Linked DNA regions of Zea mays: region 2 is linked to region 1. A link is a contact called in public Hi-C data. All regions are on one chromosome and are shown on one strand. Each heading gives the region's core, a stretch centred on a gene start, on an enhancer-like site or on the middle of the called end of the contact. The rest is flanking DNA. Distances are from core to core; before and after follow the strand shown. Region 1 holds the start of LOC100382640. Region 2 holds the start of LOC103653979 (heat shock 70 kDa protein 17).

Region 1 (7,273 bases), core at 1,479-3,978:
AAAACTGAGTGAATTTTGTCTTGACATGGCATTTGCTACTGAGGCTACTCCTGGAAGCTCCAAGGATGACAAGCTTTTCTGCAAATGCGACCAAGTAAGGTGACTCAAGTCTTCAAACAGGGGAACATTTGTGTCAGAAAAGATAACTTTTCAGAAAACAGACTAAGTTACTTCGCAATGAAGTTCAAGCTTAACCAAAAAAGATTTCCTACTATACAACAATTTGGCAGGTATACCTACAAACTCTTTGAATTGATAAGAATTAAGTGCAGTGAGCTGAGCCTTGAGAGTTTTTTTTTTGGCTAAAAAGAACTAGAATATGATAACACACCTGAAGGGGATCTTGAAAGTCGTTGACGAGAAAAACATTAGGATCGTCATCCGACCTTGAAATAGAAGAGAAAACATTTGAATCATACATTCTGAGGGGGATGCATAATGAAATTATGACTGCAATAAGGACTTTGGTCACTATAATTGAAAAGTTCTAAAGTTTCAAACTTAATTACCTTTCAACTGAATGAGTTAATGCTAGAAACTCAAAATTAAACAAACTCTATGCATAGGTTGGTAATTCAACAATTGTAATTATCGCCTTTAGTGTAGATTCACGTGGTATATGTTATCTGCCTTATGATATGAATGATTCATGCATACACTTTAGTGGAAGTAACATTTTTCGATATGGAGAAATCAAAACGATAGTTTATAGACAATACAAATGAAACAATGGACCACTATTTTTATGTATTTAGAACCGTTAAAACAGAAAAGAAAACCTGATGATGAATACATGTTGTTTCAGTGTTGCAAACAATTCACGAATTCCACCGTTGTAGAAATAGAATGGAGGGAAAGCCAGGCCTGCAAAAGTTAGTAGGTAAAAATAAAAGAACACGGTCCCTCTCTCTAATTTTCTGTCAGCATGTCAATAAAATATTTTTTATCTAGACAGGAGAAGCAGAAATGCTATTATGTGTCGACAAGGTAGGGCACTAAACCAATTGGAAGTAGCAATGTAATCGTGTGGGGTTCCAAACTAATGATATGAAGAACAAGTGACTAGCACATCTCACCTGATGAGAGAACGATTATTACGTAGTCCAGTCCAAACGTTGGGGTGTACTTACGGATGAAGCGTACATCACTTAAAGGCAAGGCCTTGATAGTGTACAGATTTCTATCTGCGTAGGATTAAGAAGTTCAGAGTAAGGCATCATATCGTCCTTATTGCCAAATGCAAGATGATTAATGATAGTGACAAACAAACTGTACTGGCATACATTTTTCTACTTCCACACCGACTGAACTGGTTGACAAAGAGCCGGCTCCTTCGTTTGGCTCCCAACTCTGTCATAAATATTGATCAAAACAACAACAAAAGAAGAAAATAGAAAGAGAGCAACAAGGAATCGCATGAATCATCGCTAAATCTATATCAATATAGCAATAGGCCCTATGGGTTCTCAAAATTTAAGCTGTGCAAGTGAAATATCACATATATAACTAAAAATGTAAGAGAAACAAGAGATAGACATAGTAGCATGTGACTAGTTACTAGCACATATCATAATGACCAAAATACAACAAGAGACAAACAACTTATGATTCATTTCGCAATGCTATTCACCACACTACGAAACTCAAAAGGCCTGAAAGTAACATACATGCTACAATATGAACCCCACTTGAGTAATTGCTAATGCTGTCATTATGTTGCTAGCAAAAAGTTCAGTTTCCTCAGTGGATATGTAGATACAAAAATCAACCATGTATGTGAATGTTAATGGCTCAGGGAGATGAGCTGGAATTACTCACCAGGAACAATGATCCCTGCTGCAGAAACAGACGCAGCTTCCCGCTGATACGACTGGAACCATACTGCGACGGGTGGATGGTCACACGCTCCTTCTCATATACCACATCCACCCTCGCAGTCTCCTCTGAGGCTCTGTCCGCGGGATCGGTCCGCATCGCCTTCCAACAGCAAACAGGTATCAGTTCGATCTAAAGAGAACACAGGTAGGCTATAATGCCACAACGAGCATCCCCAATGAAACCAGCAAATTCTATAAGTTGTACTGATGGTTCAGCTTTCTGAACCAGATTCGCTGCTAAAAATCTGGAATCATAACCAAAAGAGGACAACAACAGAATAAATTCTTGAAGATCTACATATTTCTCTTGTTCAATTCAGAATCATCTTATACTCCAGATTTTCCAAATTCCTGCCATCTATGTTACCATATTTTAGTTTTCCCACAAACATCAACACCCAGCAGGCCTACAGCTAGAATCAGATTTTCAGAAACCAAACAGTGCCACTACAATCCAACTGCATACTGGGGGGGGGGGGGGGGGGGGGGGGGGGGGGGGGGGGGGGGGGGGTTAACATCGAATAAGAGTACTCCCCCATCCCAACATAAGAGTAAAGCAGTCCAGGTCCATTCCACCCCCAAACGGGAACCAGTGACCTAATCGACGAATTCGCTCGCGCCGCCCTTAAATCGCGCAGGGAACCAAGCGAGATAAACTGCCTTAGCGTCGAGTTAGTCGCGGGTGGCGGCAGTACCGTCTGGTCAGAAGCGGCGGCGGCGTAGTCGGAGTCGTCGGAGAGATCGTAGAGGTCCGGCGAGCGCGGGGACCCTGCCTCCGCTGCTGTTACGTCTCCTCCACGCATCGCCACGCGAAGGGGTGCGATCTCGGGTTTTTGCTGAATCCCAACCAACTCTTCTTACTGCTGAAGCCGGGCTGGAATACTTGGGGCTGATATCGCGTCTGAGAACACCGTGTTGTTTGCGTGTTGCCTTTGATGTGTTTAATGAGTGTTCTCGTTTCTATTAAGGCACCTATTATTATTATTATTATTATTATTATTATTATTATTATTATTATTATTATTATTATTATTATTATTATTATTATTATTATTATTATTGAGACGGACATATAACACCTACGTACTATATTGCGGTTCTCCAAGTACTATATAAACTTAATGTATCTAATTCTTTTATCTTAATTATATAATTGATATTTTATCCTTCTACATTTTTACCATAAACCAACTTATATAATCTAGTGAGGAATCAAACACATCGTATATATTTCAACTAATAATGTGTGTTGTTTGTTTGTCTTTTAACTTATTTAAGCTGGACTACATAATCTAGAGGATAAATAAGGTGTTTGTTTGAGATTATAATCTATCTGGATTATAAAATTCAACTTATTTTAAAATTCAACTTTAGTTTAAAATAAGTTAAATTTTATAATCTGAACAGATTATAATCTCAAACAAAGTCTATAAACAGAGTCTTATTATGCAGCACAATAAAAGATGTTGTATGTTATTATATTTTTGTTGGATTGGATATTCAGAAACTGCTTATTCTGCATGTGGTCTCGAGCACATAAATGAATGAAAAATATATCAAATATCATGATTTAGAAATGAGAAGGTATCGCCTCAGGTATCTATACTATACTTAAAGCATCAGTTTCAACTGTCGTCATGCGTCATTTTTTTACAAATAACCTCTTACAACTATTTCAAATTAATCAGTTGCACATCTATAGATGCCAAACGACGCCCGACACGGGCTAGATACAGTATGATGCACGCGGGCTACAACTATAGCACAGGCACGTCATGCCGGCTTGCTAATTGTGTCGGGCCAGCCCGTTAGCCCGTCGATCCATTTAATTAAATCAGCGTAACGACGCGCCCGACACGGGCCACAACTATGGTACAGGCACGTCATGCCGGCCTGCTAACTGTGTCGGGCCAGCAGGAGGTGGGGTTCGAACACATGCCCTGATGGAAGAAGGGCGGGAGACACTGAGTGAAACTGTCTAACCAGTAGAACATCACGCTAAGATGTTTTTAATATTAAATATAAATTGTATATAGGTATATACGTTTTTTTAAATAAAAAATAATTGTGTCGGCCCGGGCCAGCACTACGGGCCGAGGTTACAGCCCAAGCATGACACGACATTCTTGGCTCTTGTAAGCATTAGGTCGTTTCTGAGACCACATTGGCGCAATAGACTACATGGTGTTTGAGGTTGCTGAATTGGATGGAGCAGCAATGATTTGTCACACTAACAACAAAATGAAAGATTATTTGTTGGTTTTAAACGTTAGTAATTGCTACGAAGTAGCATAATTTTTATGGAGCGCATCCAGTTTTTATTGATGCCTGACTTTAGCAATCACTCCATATTTGATTTATCTTTTTTATAAGTTTGACTTCATGGGACTTATTTTAGAAACTTGATCTCACAAACTTTCTCTTATTTGGTCTCTATACGATAGAATTATGTCATTTTATAATCTCCGTTCATTCAGTCAATCATTGTGAACTCTCTTCTAATCGCTCACTTTATTGGTCGTGTTGTACCAAGACATATTTGCATGGAGTAAACAATAACATCAGTTAGCCAAATCAAAAAATATATTATACAGAGAGCAGAGATAATTAATAAAAAATCTTGAAATTTTTTTGATGGATAGTTTACGTGGGTATTGTTGTAAGCCGTCGCAACTCAATGACAACCGTGGACATATATTTTCCAGTCCTCCTGCATTACCCCTTCACACACTCCTGATTACTATTCATCATAATCATCATAAATACCGGAAACCAATCAAAACAGAAGGCGTCTTCCGTAACGGCTTCTACTCGCTACCAAAGAAGAAACAGAGGCGGCGGTCCATGCCTTAATGACGAAGGAAAACAGATCACTAGATCAGCATGGCAGGTCCCATCTCAGACCAGCTCCAGGATGCTGTCTCGGATACCAAAGACTTCCATAAAAAAAACACTTCTCGTTTTTATAAAGAGCAAACATGTTTAAATTTGTAATATAAAAAATACTAACATCTATGCACCAAATAAGTATCATCATTAAATTAATTATGAAATACATTATTTTAGTGAACCTATTTAAAAACATACTCGCTTCGTTCACAAATGTTAGTCGTTCTCATTCTCATTTTTCGAGAAGTCAAACAGTTTTAACTTTGACCATATTTATATAAGAAATAATTAATATTTATAACATATAATTAATATCATCAGATAGACCTTTCAATATATTTTTCTAGTAAAACTCTTTGAAGGTCCAAATGTTACTAATATATTTTATAGATGAGTTTGACGGGCACGAATATCATAGCGACAAACATTTGTGGACAGAATGAGTAGATATTAAATGTTTTTATACTATTTTCTACTCTCTCTATCTTGATATACTATTCGTTTTAGCTTTTATTTTTATGTTTATATTTAAATGGATGACAATAAAACTAGACACATATATAAAGCACAAACATCAAATATTGTATGAATCTATTAACACTCTAAAATAAATACTCCCTCTGGTGTCCTATTAAAATAAATACTCCCTCCGATGTCCTATTAGTTATCGTTTTGGACAAGGATTAAATCAACTTATAAAATTTTGACTACAAATAACTATTTTATTATATAGTTTTGAAACATAATGATTATATTGTTTATATACACCGATTTATCTTAGCAAATACTTTTATAAAATTATAAATATATTATGAGTTTATTTGTATTTAAACAAAAAAATATTGATCAAAGTTATATTTTAAAGACTGTGTCGCTATTCTAAATGATGACAACTAATAGTACACATGAGGAAGTACACAAAGTGAGTATATATTTTGGGTGACAAAGGGAGTACAAACTAAGGGCCTGTTTGTTTCAGCTTATAGATTATATAATCTGGATTATAATCTAAATTATATAATCTAGATTATAATCTAGATATATTATAATCTATATGTAGTTGTTTGGTAGTTTAGATTATATAAATGTAGATTATTCACAAAGACAACAGTACCCTTGTTTGTTTATTTAAGGTGAGAAAAGAAGGATGACATATATTGTAATTTCTATTTACATAACCATGGGTAGTAGGTCTTTTGCCAAAATAATCTCAAATAAGCTACTCTTGAGAAGATTATGAGATTATCATAATCTAGACTTTAGATTATATAATCTGAACTCATAATCTAGTTGTTTGTTTACCCAATAGATTATTTGCGCTAGATTATATAATCTGGAGAGATTATAATCTGAAATAAACAGGGTCTAAGGAATCTTGACGATGGAAGTCTCCGAAGCTCCTGTGGACTGTGGTATTCTAATTCATTGTATTTAGTTTCAATAGGCGAACAAACATTTAGACCATCATCACAGCACTAAAATATTTCCCCGGAATAAGGTCAACGAAGTAACACGAACCGGGGGAAAAGAACAATTACAAACCAAGCTACTGGTGTTACAGCCTTACAGGGCATACCATCATCGCCATTGTACATCTCATCAGCTACTTCTGTGAGTGCCATCAAACTATGTCCACTACAAATATATTTCAATTACACGGGAGAGAAGCACAATCAAGTGGGAGATCTAGTACATAATCACCAAAAGCACACGACCTACAGTTCCAAGAATGGGGTATCATGAATCGAAACCACAAAAGCTAGAAATAACCTACATGACGACCTCTTCAGCAAGTCATGTAGTGAAGAATGACCATAGCTTCTTGCTGATTGATTGGTTTCGCCTCTCTGAATCATCATCGTCCTCATCTTCCTGTTCCGCTCCAAACTCGCTTCCAGAAGGTGTCATTGGCACATCAGGCAGTGCATCTTGGCCATCCAAAATATCACCATCTTCCTCACCAGCACCCTCACCGTCTACAGCATGGGCATCACCAACTTCAACCTAAAATAAAAAAAAATAAGGTTACAGTTAGGTCAGGGCTCTGGTCCCATATGTGCTATACGCCTATACCCATTGAAACACAGCACATGGCTCAAAATGACAAAAATATACCCAACAGCACAGCCTTTTAGTCCCAAGCAAATTGGAATAGGCTAGAGCTGAAACCCAGCAGAAGCCACAAATCAAGGTTCATGTGCAGTACATGTCAAATATATCCAAATACTGAAACAATTCAATTGCCCGAAATGTTAGTGTATTTACAGCATTGGCACTTGGCAGTACATCTGAGCAGTACAGAGCACAGCAGTCAGCAGCAAAGGGTATTACCTGGGAAAACTCATGCAACTGGGATGCATCGTAGTCTGCAGATTCAGATACCCTCTTGCTCTCAGGGGCAGGTTCCTCAACAACCTTTGATGTTCCTTCGGTGTCATCAGCAGAAGCTTCTACTGTATGTTTATTTCTTGCTTTTGAAGATTTTTTTTTGTCTGCTTGGGCTGTTG
Region 2 (7,273 bases), core at 3,134-5,633, 300 kb after region 1:
TATTTGCCAAATGGGAGAAAGTAGTTAAAAGGGCTTATATTTCACTCAAGTATCCGTTTTTGGCGATTCATGCCAAAGGGGGAGAAAGTATTAGCCCAAAGCAAAAGGACCGCACCACCATCAATTTTCAAAATTGAAGTTAAGAAAAGGTTTAAAATGATGAATTTTTCAATTGATATCTTATTGTATTCAAAAGGGGGAGAAAGTAGTATTTTCAAAATTGGTATCTTAAAACCCTCTTGAACACTAAGAGGAAGATCTCACTAAGAGGGAGTTTTTGTTTAAGTCAAAGGAAAAGCATTTGAAACATGGGGAGAAAATTTCAAATCTTGAAAATGCTTCTCAAAATCTTATTCATTTACCTTTGACTATTTGCAAAAGGACTTTGGAAAGAATTTACAAAAGAATTTGCAAAAAACAAAACATGTGGTGCAAGCGTGGTCCAAAATGTTAAAAATAAAGAAACAATCCATGCATATCTTATGAGAATTTATATTGGCTCAATTCTAAGTAACCTTTGCACTTACAATTATGCAAACTAGTTCAATTATGCACTTCTATATTTGCTTTGGTTTGTGTTGGCATCAATCACCAAAAAGGGGGAGATTGAAAGGGAATTAGGCTTACACCTTTTTTTCCTAATTGATTTTGGTGGTTGAATTGCCCAACACAAATAATTGGACTAACTAGTTTGATCTAGTCTATAAGTTTTATAGGTGCCAAAGGTTCACAATAAGCCAATAAAAAGACCAAGAAAGGGTTCAAACAAAGAGAGCAAAAGACAACCCAAAGGCACCCTGGTCTGGCGCACCGGACTGTCCGGTGTGCCACCGGACAGTGTCCAGTACACCAGGGCACTCGACGCTGAACTCGCTACCTTCGGGAAAATCAGTGGGCGCTCCGTTATAATTCACCGGACTGTCCGGTGTGCCAGCGGAGCAACGACTACTTCGCGCGCAACGGTCGACTGCAACGCATTTAATGCACGCCTGCGCGCGCAGAGGACAGAGCACGCGCAGTTGGCGCACCGGACAGTCTACAGGACCTGTCCGGTGCACCACCGGACAGCCCAGAGACCCCACCTGTCAGAGCTCCAACGGTCAAACCCCAACGGTCTGCTGGCGTGGCTGGCGCACCGGACAGTGTCTGGTGCGCCATGCGGCAGCAGCCTTCCAACAGCCATATTTTGGTGGTTGGGGCTATAAACACCCCAACCACCCCACATTCAATGGCATCCAAGTTTTCCACCTTCAACACATTACAAGAGCTATAGCATTCAATTCTAGACACTCCAAAGAGATCAAATCCTCTCCCAAGTCCGGAATCACTCCAAATCAAATAGTGACTAGAGAGAGTGACATTTGTGTTCATTTGAGCTCTTGCGCTTGGATCACTTCTTTTCTTTCTCATTCTTCTTGTGATCAAACTCAATTGTAACCAAGGCAAGCGACACCAATTGTGTGGTGGTCCTTGCGGGAACCTTGTGTTCCGTTTGATTGAGAAGAGAAGTTCACTCGGTCTAAGTGACCGTTTGAGAGAGGGAAAGGGTTGAAAGAGACCCGGTCTTTGTGACCACGTCAACAGGGAGTAGGTTTGCAAGAACCGAACCTCGGTAAAACAAATCATTGTGTCTCACTCTTTATTTACCCACGATTTGTTTTTCGCCCTCTCTATCGGACTCGTTTATATTTCTAACGCTAACCCGACTTGTAGTCGTGCTTAAGTTTATAAATTTCAGATTCGCCCTATTCACCCCCCTCTAGGCGACTTTCACATAGGTCGTGGGAGGAGCGCGGGCGAGGATGGAAGGGGCGCGCGTGTGGATTGGAGCACGAGCGAGGATGGAAGGGGCACGGGGAGGAGTATGGAAGGGGCGGACGAGGATGGAAGGGAGGCGGGGGAGGAGGATGGCAGTCGGGTTTGCCGGCGGGGATCACGGTCAGGGGCAAGGTGGGCAAGGGGGTCACGGAGGCAGGGGCTTGCGCGGAGGGGGCAGAACCGTACACCATGTGGACGCCTACATTGCATTCTTAAGAGTAGTAGAGAAGAGATTAAGTTTTAGTGTTTGATAATCAATATAACTATTTGAACTAATAATATTTTTGTTAGTGTTTTTAGGTATAAGTGAACTTGAACGGAGACAATGGATGATCGAGATAATCAACGCCTCAAACAATACATGATTCAAAATCTAAAAAAGTTAAAATACACACGAGTCTAAAACACGAGAAAGAAAGAAGACCGGATAAAGACACACTAAGAAACAAAGAAAAATAGTCTGCTGAATAGCACATACATGTCTAGTGATCCACCAGATATAAGTGATATTGTACTGAAGAAGGGTTGCTGCTTCAAAGTATATAGGACAATGTGAATGTGAACGACACACCACATCAAACGGGTCATAGATACGACACTCAAAGAAGACTCTAGCTTTGTTTGGAGAATTCCATAATACACTGGACACGTCGGATGTAGCACCGGATATGCCACTAATGGGATAGTTAGAGAGGGTTAAAACACAATAGAGGGGGGCTATAATATAACGTACATATCTGGTATAACATGAACAAATCATAGGATGCCCTAATTCAAATAGCTCAGTGTGACTAGTTGATGTGGACATGCACCGACACATTCAATGATCACACCATAGTGTTTGGTGAGTGCGTAGAAATCCTATATGTCACCCCAATTAGTAGTTTTAGACTTGGATGCTATATACTACCCCAACCGGACATTTAAGTTGTGTGGGAGTCGAGGAAGATACCAATTGAGTTTGATACTCATGCACAATATATATACTGGAGGGGCTTGTAGTTTTACAATATGGTACCAACTGTGTTTGTGGTGTAGCCGCTACTATATACTAAAGGGAACGAGACCAACAACATTTTAGCTAGAAAATCGATAGTGAAGATAGTGGAGAACATCTAGGAGAGGCCACAGCGGAGTAGTTGTTGGTTGAGTCTATAGCCTATTGCAGGCTGTGTGGAGCAACAGAGACGAGAGTGGAGTCGAGAGCTGATGTGTCAGAGATGATATAAGATGGTGCATTTGCACCTAACATTAGTTTACTAGTAGTATAGCCAAGGACTAGGAGAGGCATGGTAGGCTCGTGGCCTTGTGGCGACTTAATGCAATGTGAGTAGCTGAGTCCTGTGAGGGTGTTTGTTTTGGTTTATTTTTGACTTCCAGTCATCATAAGCTATTGCGTACTATTAAACATATAACTTTCAGGCCGTTTTTATGAGAATCACCTTGATAAAAATCATCCAAAATCAGCGTGAACATATAATCGATCGAGTTATTGTGAAAGCAGATTCAGTCACTCTCTATATCCTAAACCCTTTTAGACTCCTTAATCTTTCTTTATATGTAGTTCTCATGATAATAAGATTATCTCTACACCATACTCTCATAAAAGCTTGTTAGAAAAGCCCTCCTTGGCATGGCTCTTTAGGGTCTGTTTGGTTGGGCTGTGGCTGTGGAAAAAGTTGCTGTGGGCTGTGAGCTGTGGAAAAAGCTGCTGTAGGCTGTGTGCTGTTAAAAAGCTAAAAATCGTTTGGTGGAAACCACTAAAAGTCGTTAAAAGTTCTTTGATATATGTTTTCACAGTTCCATCCAAAAGCCACTAAAAGCAGGTCCAGGGGTGCTTTCAGTTTTGCGCTACGAGAAAGTCGGCTTTTAGAAAAAGCTGCTTCCTAGATCCAGCCCTTTGGTTGACTTTTGGCTTTTAGGGGGCAAAAGCCAAAGCCAAAAGCCAAACCAAACACACCCTTAGACGGCTCTAGCTCAAGCTTATCATAAAGTCCTTATAAACGGTTGTAAAAAAAAAAGGCTTCTCGTTGAGAGCCCTCGAGGAGCTAAAGCCATTTTCGTGCCGAGAGTTAGAGCACAAAAAACATGGCTTATATTGACTTCCCTTTATTTTCCTAACATAACATTCAAAATAAACACAAAAAACTGTTTTACTAAATAAATTACTGTGTCCTTAGAAAATCCAAATAGTCGGAGAAGTAAGAGCCGGAATTGTTTTCACAGTAACAGAAGTCCTGGAAAGGCAAAAAAAATATATAAACAAACCGGCTCTATATCTCGCGCGTCCAATGCACCGCGCTCGCCGTGAAACGCCACATGTATACTTTTTAACGTGGCCGGTTATCATTGGATTGATGACTCAATTCGCGCCGATCCTGCTCGGCCCGTAGCCAAAATCTCTAATTGCAATAAATGAAGGACAAATAAAAAGGAAAATTTCGGAATCCGAAATATAGCAGGAGCACGCCCTCTGCACGGAAAAAAATTCTGTGCATACCGGATGCAAACCCTTTAGTAATTTATTTTTAATCTATTTGTATGGACCAGCAGTGGGGGTATGTGTAAAAGGTGGGGTTTGCATTCCGTATGCAAAGAATTTTTTTCCCTCTGCACCTCCTCCCCGTCCTCGAGATCGTTCTCGCCTCCCTCCGCTCCCCTTCCCCTCGTGCGCAGTGCGCTCCTCGAGCACCCCACACTCCAGATCTCCGAACCCCTCCCACATGCCATTGCCATTGCACTGAGCGGCAGCCAATAGCCAACTAGCCACACGCCATGGCGCAGTCCTGTAGTTGGGGAATCCTCCTCGCCGTCCTCGTCGCGGGACTCGCGGCGGCCGTCGCCGTCCCGCCGGCGACCGCGGCGGTGGCGAGCATCGACCTCGGCTCGGAGTGGCTTAAGGTCGCGGCTGTGCATCTTGCCCCGGGCCGTGCTCCGATCGCTGTTGCCACCAACGAGATGTCCAAGCGCAAGTCCCCGGCCCTCGCCGCGCTCGCCGACGGCAACCGTCTCATTGGGGAGGAGGCGGCGGGCATCACGGCGCGGCACCCGTCCAAAGTATTCGCCCGCGCGCGGGACCTCTTGGCCAAGCCCTTCTCCTACGTGCAGTCCGTCACGGAGTCGCTCTTCCTCCCCTACGACCTCGTCCCCGACGCGCGCGGCGCCGCCGCGGTCCGCGCCGATGACGGGCAGGTATACTCCCTCGAGGAGATCGTCGCCATGGTGCTCCACTATGCCGCGGGGCTCGCCGATGCGCACGTTGGGGCGCCCGTGCGGGACGCTGTGATCGCCGTGCCGCCCTACTTCGGGCAGGCCGAGCGCCGGGCGTTGACGCAGGCCACGCAGCTGGCTGGAATCAACGTGCTTGCTCTCATCAACGAGCACGCTGGGGCCGCGCTTCAGTACGGGATTGACAAGGACTTCTCCAATGCGTCGCGGCATGTCATCTTTTACGACATGGGCGCTGGTAGCACCTATGCTGCATTAGTGTGCTACTCGGCATACAACGCCAAGGAGTTCGGAAAGACAGTCTCCGTTAACCAGTTCCAGGTGAATTCCCTATCTTGCCTTTCTGGTAGTTGTTCAATTGCGCCTCTCTCAAATGCCTGGTGGCAATCTTTGATGAAAGTATTTCTTATGGTCACTATGATAGATCTGACGAAAATATGCTTTTCTATTATTGAGTTGTGCTGCTATGTGAGATGATGAGTGACAACTCCAGAATACTATATTGCTAACACTAATCTGCAGGTTAAGGACGTTAGATGGAACTCTGAACTTGGAGGCGTCGAAATGGAAATGCGTCTGGTCAACTATTTTGCTGATCAATTCAATAAGCAGCTCGGTAATGTGGTTGATATCCGTCAGTCTCCCAAGGCAATGGCTAAGTTGAAAAAGCAAGTCAAACGCACCAAAGAAATTCTTAGTGCAAACACTGCAGCTCCAATTTCAGTAGAATCTCTGTATAATGATGTTGATTTCAGGTGCATCTCTACTATCTTATATACTTTAAACTCATAACTATTGGTAAAAAAATATGGATGTAGCATGTAAGAAGGTCAAGGATCAAGATAAATGAAAATGCACCCAACATTGCAAAATTTACTCTCAAACCTAATTTGTCAGCTTAAAATTGTTCTGTAAAGAATGGGATTTCAACTCATTAATTAAAGGTGTCCTGGAAGCAGACCTTCTAGGTTTGGAGTTTGCATGGACGAAAGACATTTTATTTGTCTAGTGTCTTGACATGTATGATGTATCAGATTAAATTTGGTTATTTTTTCTTTTGAAGTGCATCGATGCAATCTCATCTAAATAAAGGTTACTGCAAACAAAGGCTGTGTAGTTCTGGACCACTTGGGCTACTTCTTAATTGACTCTGTATCAGCTGTTGAAGTTTTTTATATGGGAGACGCGGAAATTATGTTCTGTAACAATCGGGCCAATTATGAGGACTCTTAATGGTTGAGTTTTCAGTTTTTCCCTAGCTTGTGCTTTAAGCTTTCCTTGGTTTAAACCTGTATAGTAAGCTCGTGGTCTTAAATAACGGTTGGGGCAATATGCATTGTGTTACCTACTGAGCTTATGCACTATTTTTTTTTTACAGGAGTAGCATAACACGTGAGAAATTTGAAGAGCTCTGTGAGGATTTATGGGAGCAAGCTCTGACTCCAGTTAAAGAAGTGCTGACACATTCTGGCATGAAGATCGATGATATCTATGCTGTAGAACTAATAGGAGGAGCTACCAGGGTTCCAAAACTGCAGGTTAATAAATTTGGTTGTCTTTTAGATTTTTTTACTTAAACTTTGTGGTGCTTTTCAAAATCATTTTTTTATATCTATTAGCTAGAATCATCTTCTTAGGTTCTGTAGTAGAAAAAAAATCTTTTTTGTAGAATATGCTGGAAAGTTGCGTATCATTGCATTGAGAAACCAAATAAATTACTTCCTCCGTTCTTTTTTATATGTCGTTTTTTAGTTCAAAAATGAACTAGCGAACAACAAATATTCGAGAACGGAGGTAGTACAACACACCAACTACGCTCACACAAACACACACTCTTACAATCTTGTACCAGAAACAAACACGATCTTACTGAAGCTATTAATTATTCCCATAGCAGAATAGGTTTTTTTCAGCACCAGCAGAGCAGCCACGTACTTCCCCTTAATTTTATTAGCTGTCAATGAATTCAGTAATCAGCATACTTGGATTATTTAGTCTTTTCAGCATTTTCTCTGAACTGCTTCTCACTTATAGAAATTAATCTAGTATTTATAACATGGGTACATGCATGGATGTGACATGTGTTACGATTTGCTTTATATGTTTTTCCTTCTATTTAACCAATATTTTTTTGTTAGAAATTTGTCTAACTACTTTGCATTTGTACTGATCCTTTTTTTTGTTGTGATCCTAAAAGGGCTGTAAACTGTTTCTGGTCACACAGAGA

Evidence for each region. Hi-C and Micro-C count contacts between places; a contact is called where the count stands out from the background.
Region 2: a Hi-C map of leaf shows a contact between it and region 1, with 5 times the contacts expected there. The contact joins the promoter of LOC103653979 here to the promoter of LOC100382640 in region 1. A contact is called at or near these places in 1 of 25 Hi-C or Micro-C datasets (leaf) and 1 of 3 datasets of contacts at active chromatin or transcription factors (leaf).

The regions. Positions count from the first base shown.
Region 1 is chr4:166,229,079-166,236,351 of Zm-B73-REFERENCE-NAM-5.0, forward strand. It overlaps LOC100382640, which reads right to left and starts at 2,729. Exons shown (of 15, transcript NM_001175364.1): 1 at 2,573-2,729; 2 at 1,819-1,977; 3 at 1,284-1,350; 4 at 1,077-1,184; 5 at 780-864; 6 at 332-386; 7 at 1-78. The coding sequence starts at 2,680. LOC103653975 (protein CROWDED NUCLEI 1) reads right to left here. Exons shown (of 9, transcript XM_008680800.3): 8 at 7,098-7,273; 9 at 6,180-6,770. The coding sequence ends at 6,561.
Region 2 is chr4:166,529,763-166,537,035 of Zm-B73-REFERENCE-NAM-5.0, forward strand. LOC103653979 (heat shock 70 kDa protein 17) reads left to right here and starts at 4,384. Exons shown (of 14, transcript XM_008680804.3): 1 at 4,384-5,367; 2 at 5,569-5,801; 3 at 6,425-6,584. The coding sequence starts at 4,594.